Regions from separate parts of the Mus musculus genome. Here region 1 is linked to region 2. Evidence: chromatin contacts called from public promoter capture Hi-C data. All regions are on one chromosome and are shown on one strand. Each heading gives the region's core, a stretch centred on a gene start, on an enhancer-like site or on the middle of the called end of the contact. The rest is flanking DNA. Distances are from core to core; before and after follow the strand shown.

What was found. Promoter capture Hi-C pulls out the DNA fragments that hold promoters and counts their contacts.
Region 1: a contact with region 2 is called in a promoter capture Hi-C map of liver, with 4 times the contacts expected there. The contact joins the promoter of Mdga1 here to the promoter of Fgd2 in region 2. A contact is called at or near these places in 5 of 39 promoter capture datasets (embryonic stem cells, liver and pre-B cells), 5 of 484 Hi-C or Micro-C datasets (B cells, CD8 T cells, embryonic stem cells and 1 more), 1 of 115 datasets of contacts at active chromatin or transcription factors (large pre-B cells) and 1 of 9 other capture datasets (liver).

Annotation. Positions count from the first base shown.
Region 1 is chr17:29,885,403-29,892,630 of GRCm38.p6, forward strand. Mdga1 (MAM domain containing glycosylphosphatidylinositol anchor 1) reads right to left here and starts at 3,176. Exons shown (of 17, transcript NM_001368423.1): 1 at 2,045-3,176. The coding sequence starts at 2,111. It overlaps Gm41559 (a long non-coding RNA gene), which reads left to right and starts at 4,499. Exons shown (of 3, transcript XR_003952341.1): 1 at 4,499-4,588; 2 at 5,575-6,463.
Region 2 is chr17:29,359,101-29,365,775 of GRCm38.p6, forward strand. Fgd2 (FYVE, RhoGEF and PH domain containing 2) reads left to right here and starts at 1,814. Exons shown (of 16, transcript NM_013710.4): 1 at 1,814-2,057; 2 at 4,611-4,842; 3 at 5,811-5,891; 4 at 6,362-6,510. The coding sequence starts at 1,993.

The DNA of each region.
Region 1 (7,228 bases), core at 1,926-4,425, 530 kb after region 2:
CTCATCTGCTTCATCTGCTTTGGGGTTCAGAGAAATGGGTGGGGTAGAACACATCCTGGCTCTTTACCACACTCCTTAGTTCCAATCCTGCTGAGGTGTCACCAAGCTTTTGTAACCTTGCAAGGGACACTGTCCACCCACCCTAGCTCCTGTTTCTCCCGATTCCCATTCACCTCTAAAAAAGATGTCCCACTCAGCAATCCCCTCTACAACCCAGCTTTGCCTGGAGCCAAGCTATCTAAGTTCAGGAGCAAAGAGTGCCCCTGAAGAACGAGGGGCGAGCAGACCCAGTATATCTACCCTTCCTGACTTGTAACAAGAGCATCAGGGACCCCAGCATATGAGAGATGGGACAGAGAAGCTTGAAAATGAGGGTCTACATAGACCATAGTTCTTGTTCCCTAACCTCTGTCCTCGTTGTTGGGGCTCCTAAGTAAACCCAGAGAGGACTCTTTAAATGTACATCAGGCCACCCAGATGAAGATGGAGAAACCCAAGCCAGAGAGCATGAGATAGTGTCATCAGACCAGCCCAAGGACGCAGGAGAAAGGTGCCGTTGACAGACCCGCACCTCAGGAGGGTGTGTGAGCAAGTTACAGTAGCCACTTGAAGGTGGCAGTGACTGAGCTGCTGATATCTTTAGTGATTCCGGAGAACAGGAACTCTGAGGCCTCTGGTGTCTTCCCCTGCCTTGTTTTATAGCCCCCCACCCCCAATACATAAAGCTCAGCCTCTTGCAGCATCCCTCCCGCCTGCCTTTTCTGGCCTATGCCAGGGGCCAGGCAGTAAGAGACACACAAACTAATTAAGAAGCAGAGTTTGGCTGGATGCCTGGGCTGGCCTCACCAGGGAATTAAGCCCAAGCTGTTAGAGCCCAGGAGCGTATACTTTCCAGATACCCCCTCCCCGGGACGCTCCTTCCTTCTGCCTGGCACAGTGAGAGACCCAAGACCTGAAGCTAGTAGCCAGGGGATATGGCTTCTGTCACCCACACTGTCTGGGTCCAACACCCTCCACTCTCAAAGAGAATAATTAGATTCTTAGCCCCAGAGAAAGCAGGAGAATCCTGCCCACCCCAGCCACACATCATTAGAAAGTAACTACAAAGCCCACCCTGCGGTGAGCAGAACGCAAAGTCAGGGCCATGGGCTCTGGGGACTGACTGACTTTCTGTGCTGTGCACGTCGGGAGGATGACCCTGGGTAGTATTGAACCAAGGAGTCTTCGGTGAGGAAACCCGCGGCATGGAGTGGAGAAAAGGTGATCAGAATACTCCATGGCGCGACTGAGCTTGTCTTGGGCATCCAAGAGCAGAGCTGCGTGGCGGGAGGCAGGGTTTAGACACGTAGCCGGATGGGTGCGAGCCGTGTGTGCGTTTCCTGAGGACTGTGGCTGAATGTGTCTGTGTGTGCGAGCAGGCAGAAGGAAGCTGGGGCTGGGGTTCTGTGGTTGGGAACCAGCGACAGGAAGAGCTGGCTCAGGAGAGGTCTGAAAAGGGATGCCGAGAACAGTCGGCGCCTGGGCTAAGGGATGCCCAACAGCTCAGACCGCCAAGAAGCTAGAAGAGGCGATCGAGCCGCGGCCACTGCCCGGAAGGCGAGCCAGCCTCAGGGCCGCGGTGCTGGAGAGCTTCTCGCCCGCCAGCCGCGCACAACTCCGGATCGCTCATCGCCCGCTTCCACTCGGGAGGCTGAGCCGAGGGAGGAAAAGGATTCCGTGGGAACAGCTGCCCCAGCCCAGAGCTTGGGCTCTTCCCGGGTCTCCTGAGCTCACTGTATTATTCTCCCAAGACTTCCGGATCTCTCTAACCCCTGGAAAGATTTCGGAAAGCCGAGACCTTACCCCGGCATCCCCAGCCTCACACCAATAGCCTAGGACCGCTTCTTGGGCTCGGGAGCAGCCTGCTCGGTCTCCCGGCGCCCAGGCGAGGGCGGAGACGCGGCCATCAGTGCATCCACCAAGCCCCGGCAGCGCGCACTTTGAGCAAGATCTTGTAAAGTTTCCGGGCGGCTCCGCCAGGGTAGAGCGGGACGCTGGCTCTTACCATAGACTCCTTGTCCCCGACAGTGGAAGGGGATAAGCGCCAGAAGTAGAAGACAGGTCACCTCCATCTTCACGGCCAGTGCTTCATCCCCGCGAGGCGGCGCAGCCTGAGAGGCGGCGGGGGGCGCATCCGCCGGGGCACCGCTTTGCCCTCTGCGTTCCCTCCTTTTCCCTGAGTCGCGACGGAGAGGGCGGCGACCGAGACTAGGAGTCTGAGCAAGCCGCGACTCGGCTCTGTCCTCTTCCCACAGGGCGGCTGCCCGGGTGGAGACGCAGGGGGCGCTGCCCCAGACCTTGAAGCCTCTGCGCACCGGGCGCAGCAGCCAGCTCCCTGGCCCAGAAAGCTCGGCCACCGAGCAGTCCTAGGTCCCCAGGGCTGTCCACCGAGGGTGCTGAACGCGGGGGGACCTCTCTGCTGCGGCGGCCGCGCTCCGATCCAACAGGCCACCGATGCCTGACAAACTTGTCTTTTCCCCGCCCAGGGGACGCCCCTCCGCGGAGCCAGGCCAGGAGGCCCGGACTCTGCTTTGGTTAATCCGCTGGCTCCAGTCCTGCAGTAGGTGTGGAGGGCTCCGCAGCCCGACCCAAGGGAGCCGGGCTGGGCGCCCTTCCCGGAGGCGAGGGCGCCGGGTCCCGGTCCTCTGGAGCGCTGGAGCAGCGAGGACTAGGTTCGGCAGCGGGGCGAGCGCTCCGGGTCCCCGAGTCCGCGAAGTTAGCCGAGCCGCCGCCGAGGAATCCGGGGGAGGCGATCGCGTCCCGGCGCCCCCGCGGGAATCCAGAGAACGGTTCCAAAGCAAGAGGGACCGCAGCCAGCAAGGGAAAGAGGAAAGTTTGAGTCCTTTGAAAATAATTCGCGCTCTTGCGGAGGCCCGGGCTCAGGAGCTGCTGGCCGCCTCCTCTCTCCCCGCTCCTCTCCCGCCGTCTGGCCGCCGCCGTGGCATTCCCGGGCTCCGCGATCTCGGGAGAGCGGGGCTGCGCCGCGCCCCAAGTTGGGCGTCCCCGCCCCCCTCCCGGCGGCCTGGGCCCGAGAGGGCCCCAGCGGGCGGGGCCGGGCGGGCTCCGGGGCACCGCGGCCACTCCGGCTCCGGGGCCGCGGGAGCGCTCCGCTCGCTCCCTAACTTGGGCTTCGCTGTGCTGCTTTCTGGTCCCTCCGAGCTTTTCATTCCGCGCTTCCTCCACCTCCCCATCACCACCACCCCGCCTCCCGCTCTCCCTCCTCCCTTCTTCCCTCCTCCCATCTCCGCGATCGGTCTCTCGCTCTCCCACCCTTTGTCGCTCGCTCGCTCTCCTGTTTGATTCCCCTCCAGTTAAAAAAAGGGGAGCCAATTAAAGGCAGCCCAGCTCGCCCGGCCCAGCCTCTGTCCAATTTCCTTGCTTCCCCCAGGACCAATTAGAGAAAACAAAACAGGGCTGGGGGAAGCAGTCTCTCTCTCTCTCTCTCTCTCTCTCTCTCTCTCTCTCTCTCTCTCTCTCTCTCTCTTTCCCCGCCCCCCCCATCTCTCTCTCCCTATCTCCGCCTCCCCCACCAGCCCCCTGGCAGAAAAATGTCAGAAAGCAGCAATGGATCCATCTATCCCGAGGACAGTAGCGGGAACGTGGGTTCGGCGCGGGCTCTGCAGCCGCGCACTCGCACACGCTCTCCGCCCTCCCTTGCACAGCCCAGGCTGGCAAAGCCCTGGCCGGGTGCAAACGCTCGCCGCACGCTCGCCGGGCAAGCACCGGCGGCTGGTTGCTGGGACGCAAGCCTGCAGGGCACTGGACACTTAATGAATGTTTTGCACTTTGGAGAAGGTGATACTGGAGCCTAGGATCGGAGGGAAAGGCCAAGGCGTCTGCTTCTCCTAGACCAGAGCTGGCGCGAGAGGCGGTTGCCTGCTGTCGCTCTGCAGGGATGTTGGCTCGGCTTGGGAATCCCGCCACCTCCACCACCACTACCCGCCCCTGGCAGAGCCCCAGCCCCTTTCCAAGCTGCCTCGGCCTCTCCCCGGGTCGGGCGCCGGGGACGCTGCCAGAGGCACTGAGGAGGAGGACGCGCTTGCAGCTTGCAGTGTCCTAGCTGAGGCCCACAGGTTGCCAACAGGTTTGCCAGCAAGACCCCAGTGCCAGAGCTCCACAGGGACACCCAGGGTCCCCTTCAGCCCGCTTCTCTCAAATCCTGCCTACCCGTGAGACCTCAGGCGTGGCCAAGTGCCCTAGGGGTGCTCGCGCTTCCTGCAGCCAAGCCGGGAAGCCTGTCTCCCCCCACTTCGAGACTCCGTCACCTTAACCCGGCCCTCCCCGAAGCTGTGACCAAGATGTAGTTCCTTCCAGACGCCCTTGGGGAGGGGCGTGGGCTGGGCAGAGAGGCGCACGACCTCCCTGGCGCCTCCGATAGCGTCCTCCCTCCAACCCGGTCCTGCTAATCTTACCTGCTCCACCTGTCGCCGTTATTTATCTCGGCGTGAGCGCAGGGATTGTACTAGAGCGGCCCGTGGGAGCGCGGACAGCACAGCCGCAGCAGCTAACAAGCTCGGAGGTTAGATCCTGTTCAGGATCTGCTGCAATGGTGGGTCCATGACCTCAGGCATCTGTCCAAACTCAAAGACCTGTTTCTGATCACCCAAAGAGTTGATTCTCTTGCATGTAAATCAGCGCATGAATTAAAAATATTAATTATAAATCCCTCCCTCTCCAAGCCCACTCCCACCGGGATGTTTCTCCTCTGACCCTCCTGGGCAAACATAACCTGTTAAGGAGGAGTGGAAAGCACAAGGTGTTGCCTGGTAGATGGGGAGGGGCGCCATCAGCCTGACTCTTCTCAGTTTGCTTATGGTTCATCCAGGCTACCCGCCCTTGTTCCTGGCTCCTTTGTTTCTTTCCTACTCTTACTAGGGGTGGGAGTCCAATGCTCAGTTAAGGGTGTCCAAACTCAACTCAGCAGATGCCAACTAGAGATTTATTGAATGAATGAATGAATGAATGAATGATGTCCATCGTGGGCCAGATCCCCCAGTCCAAAGCTACCTTCCACGTGCTCAGCCTTCCGTTAACTCGAAGGGAAATGCATGATATGATCCACAGACGTCCAATGTCTTCCCACCTACCTCTCCCACTCAGTCTGAAAGGGAAGTGGTATCAGATGAGGGGGTGATGGTGAGTAGCTTGGTTTATTGTCCTGTTGCCATTATTGGGAAGCTTCCAGAATCCCCCAGGAAGCTCCCAGGGAGTCATCCTTGATGAGTCAGGCTCTCTCTGGCTTTGCCTATTCTGGGAAACTGTTGTATTCCTTTCCCAACCCCAAACAGCATCAAATTGCTTTTCTCTGGCCTAGCAGAGAGGATGGGTATACTGTCTGAACACATATTGGCCTGGAAAAGAACGAGGCCTTGTGGTGGAGGGCTAGGGAGGAGGAGAGCAGAAGTCCAGAGCCTGGCAGGCTGGGATTGAACATTTGCTGTGCTAATCCACTTGTGAATACTCGCTGTGTGTAGTGTAAACACCTCGACAGCCTGTTCATGTGTGCCTGTCAACTCAGTCATTTCCTCCCCACAGTATTCCAGGCCTGCTGCCTGGGACTGAACCTCAGAATTGACAGTGGCAGCCAACCTCAGAGAATGCAGAGGACCACCAGGCTTGTGGTCCAGCCCTAAGCTGTCTGGGCCTCACTGTCACCCAGATATCAAGCAGGTGGGACTTCTACCTAGCAGTGGTTGAGAGAACTGGGTACCTGCTACAGGGACAGAGGTTTTGTGTCGGGCACTGTCAGGCATCTTAAGGACTTACTCTTGTTCACAGAGATGCTAAGGATCCTAAGTAGCCAGGCTGAACAGCTTTGTGCCTTCCTCCTAAGGTTCCCAAGCTGCAGGTATGCAAGCCCAGAGGCGACTAGCCACACTTCCATAATTCTTGCTGTGAAACTAGCATAAGAGCCAGCATCTCCTAGTTTCTACAAGCACTAGAACAGTGCTCTGGACCACACATGAGTCTGGTAAGAATGTGGGAGCATGAGAGCTAGACCCCAAGACCTGCAGGAATGTCCCTGGGGGGGGGGGGACCATAAGGAATCACAAGGCATGGGATCAGTCTGCAGCAGGGGATCTGGGGACCACCATCACTTCCTCACTGAAGAAAGCCTTCCTTCTCAGAGAAGCCTCAGCACTTGGACCCCAGTAAGTTCCCAGAACTAGCCAACTCTGGTTGTGTCTGAGATGAGCTAGGGAAGCAGGGTCCTGGGACAGGGTCCGGCATGGGTGGGTAGCTGAGGTCTCTAATGACACCACAATTCCTAAACAGCTCTCTGGTCTCTTCTGCTCTCCTCTTGTGAGTCAGAGCCTGCAAGGGAAGCAAGGAAGAGTGCAAGTTCGAAGAGACTCGGCCTGGCCCCAATGGTGCCGTCGCCTCCTGGAGAAGTAGATTGCGTCTGAAAATCATACGGTGGCAGGTATTGATTGGATCGCACAGCAGGCTGAGTTCTGGTCAAGGGGAGGAGGGAAGCTGGGAAAGGATGAGGAACGGTGAGAGTTATGACCCCGCTGAAAGACCAGTTTATTAATTCGAGCCCTAACAAATAGCCAATTAATGGCCCCAGCTGCTAATTAGTAAGCAGTTAACTTGTGTTATAAATTGTATAGCTCAAGACTAAGGATAATGCAATCTTTCCATGACACCCTGGATGGGGTGGGGGTGGGGGCTGCCTATGGAATTTTGTCACCAGAGCTGTATCCCACCCCCACCCTCTATCCCCACCACACTCAGTTAGGCCCTGCTGATAAAATGCAGGCTTTATATGAGCCCACTCTTCTTTATGAGTGCCATTCATTGAGTACCCTAGGCGCTGTGGACTCAGCACAAACAAGAGAGACAAAATCCCTTCTGGAGGTGGTGAGATGTCTCATCAGGCAAAGGTGCTTTCTACCTATCAAGCCTGAAGCTACCAAGCACTGGTGTAAAAACAAAAATAAAAATAAAAACAAAAACAAAAACAAAAACAAAAACAAAAAAATTTAAGACAAAACACCTTCTTTATGGAGGTATGAAGAGACACACACTAGGGCCAAGCAAATACAGAAACTATCTGGTGTTTAGACAGTAATGTAGCTAAGGGGAGGCAGTAGAAAGCAGGAGGGTTGGACTTTGTAGGCTCCCACTAACACTGGAGCCATGATACTAAAGAGTAGAGGGACTGATCGCACTATGATCTGGGGAG
Region 2 (6,675 bases), core at 564-3,063:
GCACTTTGGGCTCCAGGATGGCTCACACTTGATCCGAGGACAAAGACTAGCTTCAGTGGAGGGTCCTGGCTCAGGATCCATGGGAGAGCAATGAATGAATGGCTTTCCAGCTTGAATGAGCAGAGCAGAGGCGCTGGTCACGTGTTCTAGAAACCCTGAGTGACCAAGAGGCAGATTTCCCTAGGGTGCTGTGATCAGGGGACCCTGAGGATGGAGTGCATGGAGGTCACCCTCCAGGTTCCCTGGGTCTTTGCTGGAGTCATAGGACACTTACCTGGGCTTCAGAAATGGCAGTTCTTCCCCTGTTCTTCCTGGGTGACCTCAGTCAGGTGTCTTGACTTCCATTGGCCTCCATTTCTGATAAGGGAGCACACTGTGTAACACAGCTATGGGAGTGAAAGAGAGGAGACTTGTTAGCTCTAACCCATAGGGGCTCTCCAACCCGGGCCACTAGAGAAATATCAACATCATTAAGACAAAAGCATCCAAAGAGGTGTTGGGGACCACAGGACCCCTTCCTGCATATCCTCACAGTCTGTGGGGTTTTTTGTTTTGTTTGCCCTATTTTTCTTTTTTTTTTTTTTTCCGGACAGGGTTTCTCTGTGTAGCCCCAGCTGTCTTAAAAGTTACTCTGGAGCTGGGCGTGGTGGCGCTCGCCTTTAATCCCAGCACTTGGGAGGCAGAGACAGGTGGATTTCTGAGTTCGAGGCCAGCCTGGTCTACAAAGTGAGTTCCAGAGCAGTCAGGGCTACAGAGAAACCCTGTCTTGAAAAAAAAAAAAAAAGTTACTCTGTAGACCAAGTGGGCATCAAACTCAGAGATCTGCCTGCCTCTGCCTCCCGAGTGCTGGGACTAAAGGTGTGTGCCACCACCAGTTCAGCTTTAGATGTTTTTTTTAGGGTAGGAGTACAAGAGATACAGTGTGTGTGGGTTGGAGCCCAGAGGCAACCTGAAAGAGTCTGCATTTTGGGTGGAGAATTGGTTCAGAGGTTAAGAGAACTTAGAAAGGACCTAGGTCCCATTCCCACAACACCCTCTTCTGACCATTGTGGGTACCAGGCACGAATGTGGTATAATAGACTCACACAGGCCAAACACTCATACACATAAAAAATAAAAGTAAATAAAAAGAAAGGAAAAGTCTATTTTTTTTCCACCATGTGGGGCTCCAGGGTTAGACTCAAGCTGCCAGGCTTGGCTACAAGTACTCTTACCCCTGAACCATCTCAAAGCCCACCCCATCCGACCCCATTTTTTTTTTTGAGACAGGTCTCACGTAGCCGAATCTGGTCTTATACTCATTACGTTGTCAAGGAAGAACTTGGACTTCTCCTCTCAAGTGGGTGCCATGGGCATGTGCCATGATACCCAGTTCTACAGTGCTGAGGATAAAGCCCTGGGCTTCCCGCATGCCAAGCAAGCATTCTCTATCAGCTGAGCTACATCCCCAACCCTGTGGTCCATTTTAATTTAAAAGCTGTTTTTCCATCAGCAGTGCACAGCGCCAGATGCAAGGAAGATGCTGAGAATGGTACTAAGTAAAACATCCCTGAGCCGTCCCCTTTCCCCCCATGCAGAGAATTGGATATCCAGGAAGCTGCTCATCCCAGGATCCGGCTCCAGAAACGTCCTGTGACCACTGTTGCCACAGCCCGTGCCTTCTCTAACAGGACTGGGTAGAAGTATCTGAGAGGTAAAGGTCAGATGCCAAGAGGGCCGGGCAGTACTTCACAGGCTCCTCCCACAGCAAGGAGAGTTTGACAGGCTCCTCCCACAGTAGGGAGTGCTGGCCTCTCTTCCAAGCTACTGGGACCACTTCCTCTTTTTTCACTCTGAAGATAGGAACTGCCCCAAGGCAGTCAGAAGCGATGGGCAGATTCCAGGCTGTGGTAGACCTGCTTCACCCGCTGGCCAGGGAGTGCTGAGGGCACCAGCCTATTGCCTCCCTCCCTGCTTCTGGGGTAACTGAGGACCACCTTGCAGGCTAGCAGGATGGAGCGAGCCTGTGAGAAGCAGGACTCAGTGTGCAACCTGGTGGCTGTGTTTGAGAACAACAGGTACAGATGGTGGGGGAGGGGTCGAGCCCTTCTATCTGATCTGGTACTTTGGGGCAGCACCTGGGGTCCCTCCATCCTGGGTGCCTGGCAGTACAGGCAACCACTGCTCTTGTGGTAGTAAGCTGGACAGGGTGAGCATGGGAGATCTCCAATCCATGCACACACACATCCCACTCACACCAGGACACAAATGGGAACAGGAAGGCGGGACACAGATGGAATGTGGCTGACTGGGACAAAGCAGAGCCATGCTCACCAGGCCTCTCTCCTAAGTTCCTTTCTATACCTCAGGGCTTACTCTGATGGCCCTAGGGTGTGACTTGTTTGGTTCCCATCATAGGGAGAACAGAAGAGGGGACACAGGAACTAGCTTCTTTGAATTTTGGGGCTGTGCTGGCACTTGTGTCTGAAGGGAAAAGACAAAGCCAGGAGTGGGAGGGGTCCTGAGTGGCCTTGGAGGGGCGTGAGTGTGAGACATGAAACCGCTTTGCAGGCCTGTGGTTTGGGAGTGCCTTTGGTCCTCTGGAAGCAGATAGAGGTTGGCCTCAGGAGGCTTAGGGGGAAGCTGTGGGGACCTGAGAGACGAGGGGAGGAGGGGCAGGTGGAGGGAGGGGCTGAGCCCTGGATTGTTGTAGAGGGTTCCAGAACCCGGGTACACCACAGTGAGTCCCCATGCCTTCAGCAGCTAGATGCTGGGTAAAGCAGCACTCTTACATGAAGATAAGGAGTCTGCCACCAGAGTCCCCAGCCCTCGGGAGCCACAAGAACAAAGCTTAGTGCCTAGAGTTCTGTGGAGGATGCAGGGGTAGATTTCTACTTGTGATACAAAGTTCCGTCCTTCTGAGACACCAGGCCACAGGCTTTAGATGCCCTGGGAAGGCCTCCACGCTGTGTTGTGGGCCTGCAGGCCATGCACAGGAGGTGCCTGGGGCCTCCACGTGGAAGCCCACATTCACCCCTGCAGAAGTTTCACTTCCTGGGTGAGCAGCCTGACTCTGCCTCTCCAGGAGCTTGGCTGAGTGCATCCTATTCAGCACCTGGGACAGCTCATTCCCACCGCCCTCTTGGCCCACCACACTCATGCTGGAGGGGGCGTAGGCTCATGTAGATGCCAGCCCTTGGGCTACTGAGTGGTGTCTGGCTGCACCTTGCAGGTAGAGTAGCCATACAGAGGAGTGGGTCACTAGAAGCGTGGTCAGGAGTGTGAGAGTCAGGCTCTGAGCAAGGGGACCATGCAGGCGTCTCTCTGTGGAGCCCTTGGTGCCTAGCTGATCTGAAACTGAGGGCTAGAGAGGAAACAGGCACAGGCCTGAGTGCTTAGAAATGCAGAAGCTGAAACCAAATGTACAGGAGAAAAACCTGAGACTCAGCACCCTCTCACCCAACCCCCTCTCCCTGGCTGCAGGCCCTGAGGCCAAGGAACTCCATTTTCTATGTCTGGAATGGGCCACCTCGGTCCTTCTTCCTACACCAGGCCCTGTGACCAGGACAATCACCTCAGCTCTCTGGGTCTCTCTGTCCTTGACATCAAGAGGAAAGACAGCTTAGCATGGAGGTTTGGATGTCAGCTGCCCCTACCTGCCCCACTTTCAGGTTCCCATCCTTTCTGCCTCAGTCTCCACATCTGCAGCATGGACGCAGGGACATTCTTTCTCATCGGGTTTGGAGGCTCGGTACCTGTCTGGCCTCCGTTTCCCTGTCTGTCTTTCTCGAGGGGATGCCTACCCAGCGCTGTCACCCTGGCTATCTCCCTGCACATGCCTGGCTCTGGCAGTGTGGGTTTCTCTGGCCTACAAAGGACTGGTAAATGCTGCACAGCAAAACTGTCCTGTGAGGGCTGAACCTGGGGAACAGGGACCCTGCTCTGCAGGATGGCTTTGTCCCCTGGTAATTGTGTGAAGGCCATAGGCATCCCTGAAAAGGCCCAGTTTCAGCATCTGAGTCCCTGCTCTGAATTACTCTCTGGCGCCCACCTTCCCTTGATGTATCGGGAGAGATACAGAGATGAAAGCAAGGGGGAAGAACATAGGTGGGCGTGATCCTGAGGGAGCCCCTGAAAGATCTGTGTGCCAAAGGAGGGGTTCTCTCTAGATGTGTTTGCATTTGAAACAGGGAAGTATGTAGTTCCCCAGAGAATAAAATAGGCCATAATGACTCATTTAGGGACTGATGGAGTTCCCTCCCAGAGGACACTCAGAAGGATGCTGGTGGCACCTGGGACGTGGCTCTGTTGGTAGAGCACTTGCTTATCGTGCACAAAACCCTGCCGCCCCCCGCACCCCCCTGGCCACACCATGTAAGCCAGACGTAGTGGTTCATGCATGTGATCCTAGCACCAGAAGTCCAAGGTCGTCTTCCACTATAAAGGGGTCAAGGCTAGCCTGTGGTACTTGAGTCTCTGGCTCAAAAAAAAGGGAGGAGGAAGGGGGCTGAGGAAGATTCATAAGCTTTGACAGGTTCCTACACTGTGCCAGGCACTTGGGAACCCATGAACACCAGTGGCTCACACAGGTTACCCTGAGGAGACCCTCAAGTGTGGTCTGTTCTCAGCAGGACTCCGGGAGAAGCACCTGGATCCCATAGCCTTGAGGACCAGCCCCATAGCCCTGAACACCAGCTGTCCCTGTCCCCAGAGCCTTGGGAGGCACCCCCTGTCAAGGAGGCCTTGAAGTCTGAATTCCGGCCAGTGAGCAGGACATATCTGAGTTCCCTCAAGAACAAGTTATCGAGTGGGGCTTGGAGGAGATCCTGTCAGCCTGGGGTCAGCCCGGGGCCAGAGACACAGGTGAGGGACTCTGACTGGGGAATGGGTAGTAGGACCTCTTGGCCTTCCATCTCTTCCTCTTTCTCTCTCCTCTCCCTTTTCTTCCTCCTATTCAAGACAGGATCCTACAGTGTAGCCCAGATGGGCCTTAAACTCTCTACTTCTGTATCCCCAGAGCTGGGGTCACAGGGTCGCTCTAACTCTCCTTAAAAGGTCACCAACCACATTGATTTGTGGCCCCATCATTTTTTTAAAGATTTTTAAAAATTTTATTTTATGTATGTGAGTACACTGTAGTTGTACAGATGGTTGTGAGCCTTCATGTGTTTGTTGGGAATTGAATTTTTAGGACCTCTGCTTGCTCCAGTCAACCCTGCTCGCTCCAAGTCGGCCCTGCTTGCTCAGTCCCTGCTCATTCCGGCCCGAAGATTTATTTATTATTATACATAAGTACACTGTAGCTGTCTTCAGACACACCAGAAGAGGGCATCAGATCTCATTACAGATGGTTGTGAGCCACCATGTGGTTGCTGGGATTTGAACTCAGGACCTTTGGAAGAGTAGTCAGTGCTCTTACCCGCTGAGCCATCTCTCCAGCCTATCCTTATGATCTCATGTAACCTTGATGCTCCCCTGAGCTCTGAGGAGCCAGAGGATGGCTCAGCTGGGATGCTAGACCCTTCTCTATGTGTCTTCCCCTTTGTGTGTGTGGCCTCCTAGAGGAGGCTCCCCGCCAGGCAGCCAGGTGTCTTTCACAGTAGCCCCTTGACTCCCTGTTCCCACGAAAGCCCAGGTGGAGACCATTTAACCTGAAGACTCAGCCCTGGAGCAGGGCACCTTTCTAGGCTGTACTATGAAAGCTGGTCCAGTGCCAGACCTGGTATACCAGGAAAACGGGAATGCCAGAGGGTTTGCTTATTAGACAGAGCAACGTTGTCTTCTGAGGAGTGGCAAGCCAAGTTGTCCACCCTTCTCTTCTACCCCTGTAGGAACCTGAGGAGAAGAGGGTCGTGCGAGAGCTTCTGGAGACGGAGCAGGCCTATGTGGCTCGCCTGCACCTGCTTGACCAGGCCAGTGGGGACCCCTCAAAACCCATCATATCACAAGTACCGATGCCAGCCCAGGACTTGGCATTAACTCAACCCACTGACATCGTTGGGTGGCTTTGGGAAAGCATCAGAACTGAGCCCTTTAGCACCTCATGCATTGTCTTCGGTCCTGGCCAGCCTCATACATGGCAGCCTCGTTTGATTGTCCTCACTAGATGCCCTTTACTTCAGCCAAGGAACACCCAAGGCCTAGGAAGACACATATGGGGCTGTTCCCTCTTCCCTTGGCCAAGCCCTAGGGAGTCCTGGCTTGTCTCCCATCTGTAAGGTGGCCTGAATCCAGTCTTTCCTGGCCATCTCTCTCAGCTGTGTGGCAAGGATGCAGGCCTGACTGCTGGGGTTGTGCTGTCCCCCTGGGGCTGCAGGGCTGGCTAGCGGGTGGTGACTTCCTCTTTGAGTAGGGCGTGAGCAGGTGCGGGTTTCCTGTGCAGGTGTTCTTCCAGGAGCTGCTGAGGGAGGCAGGCCGCAGCAAGGCCTTCCCTGAGGACGTGGTGAAGCTCATTTTCTCCAACATCTCCTCCATCTATCGTTTCCACGCCCAGTTCTTCCTTCCCGAGCTGCAGCGGCGCGTGGATGACTGGTGAGGTCCCAAGTCACGGACCCAGGCTGAGGGGCCTGGGAGGCCTGTGTGCTTGAGTTTAATTCTGACCGTGGCTGTCTCCTCGCACAGCTGAGGAAGATGGGGCCATCCTAAGCCCTGTGACTTAAGAGGTCAGGGGAGTCATGGTACTGACTGGGTCCCTGG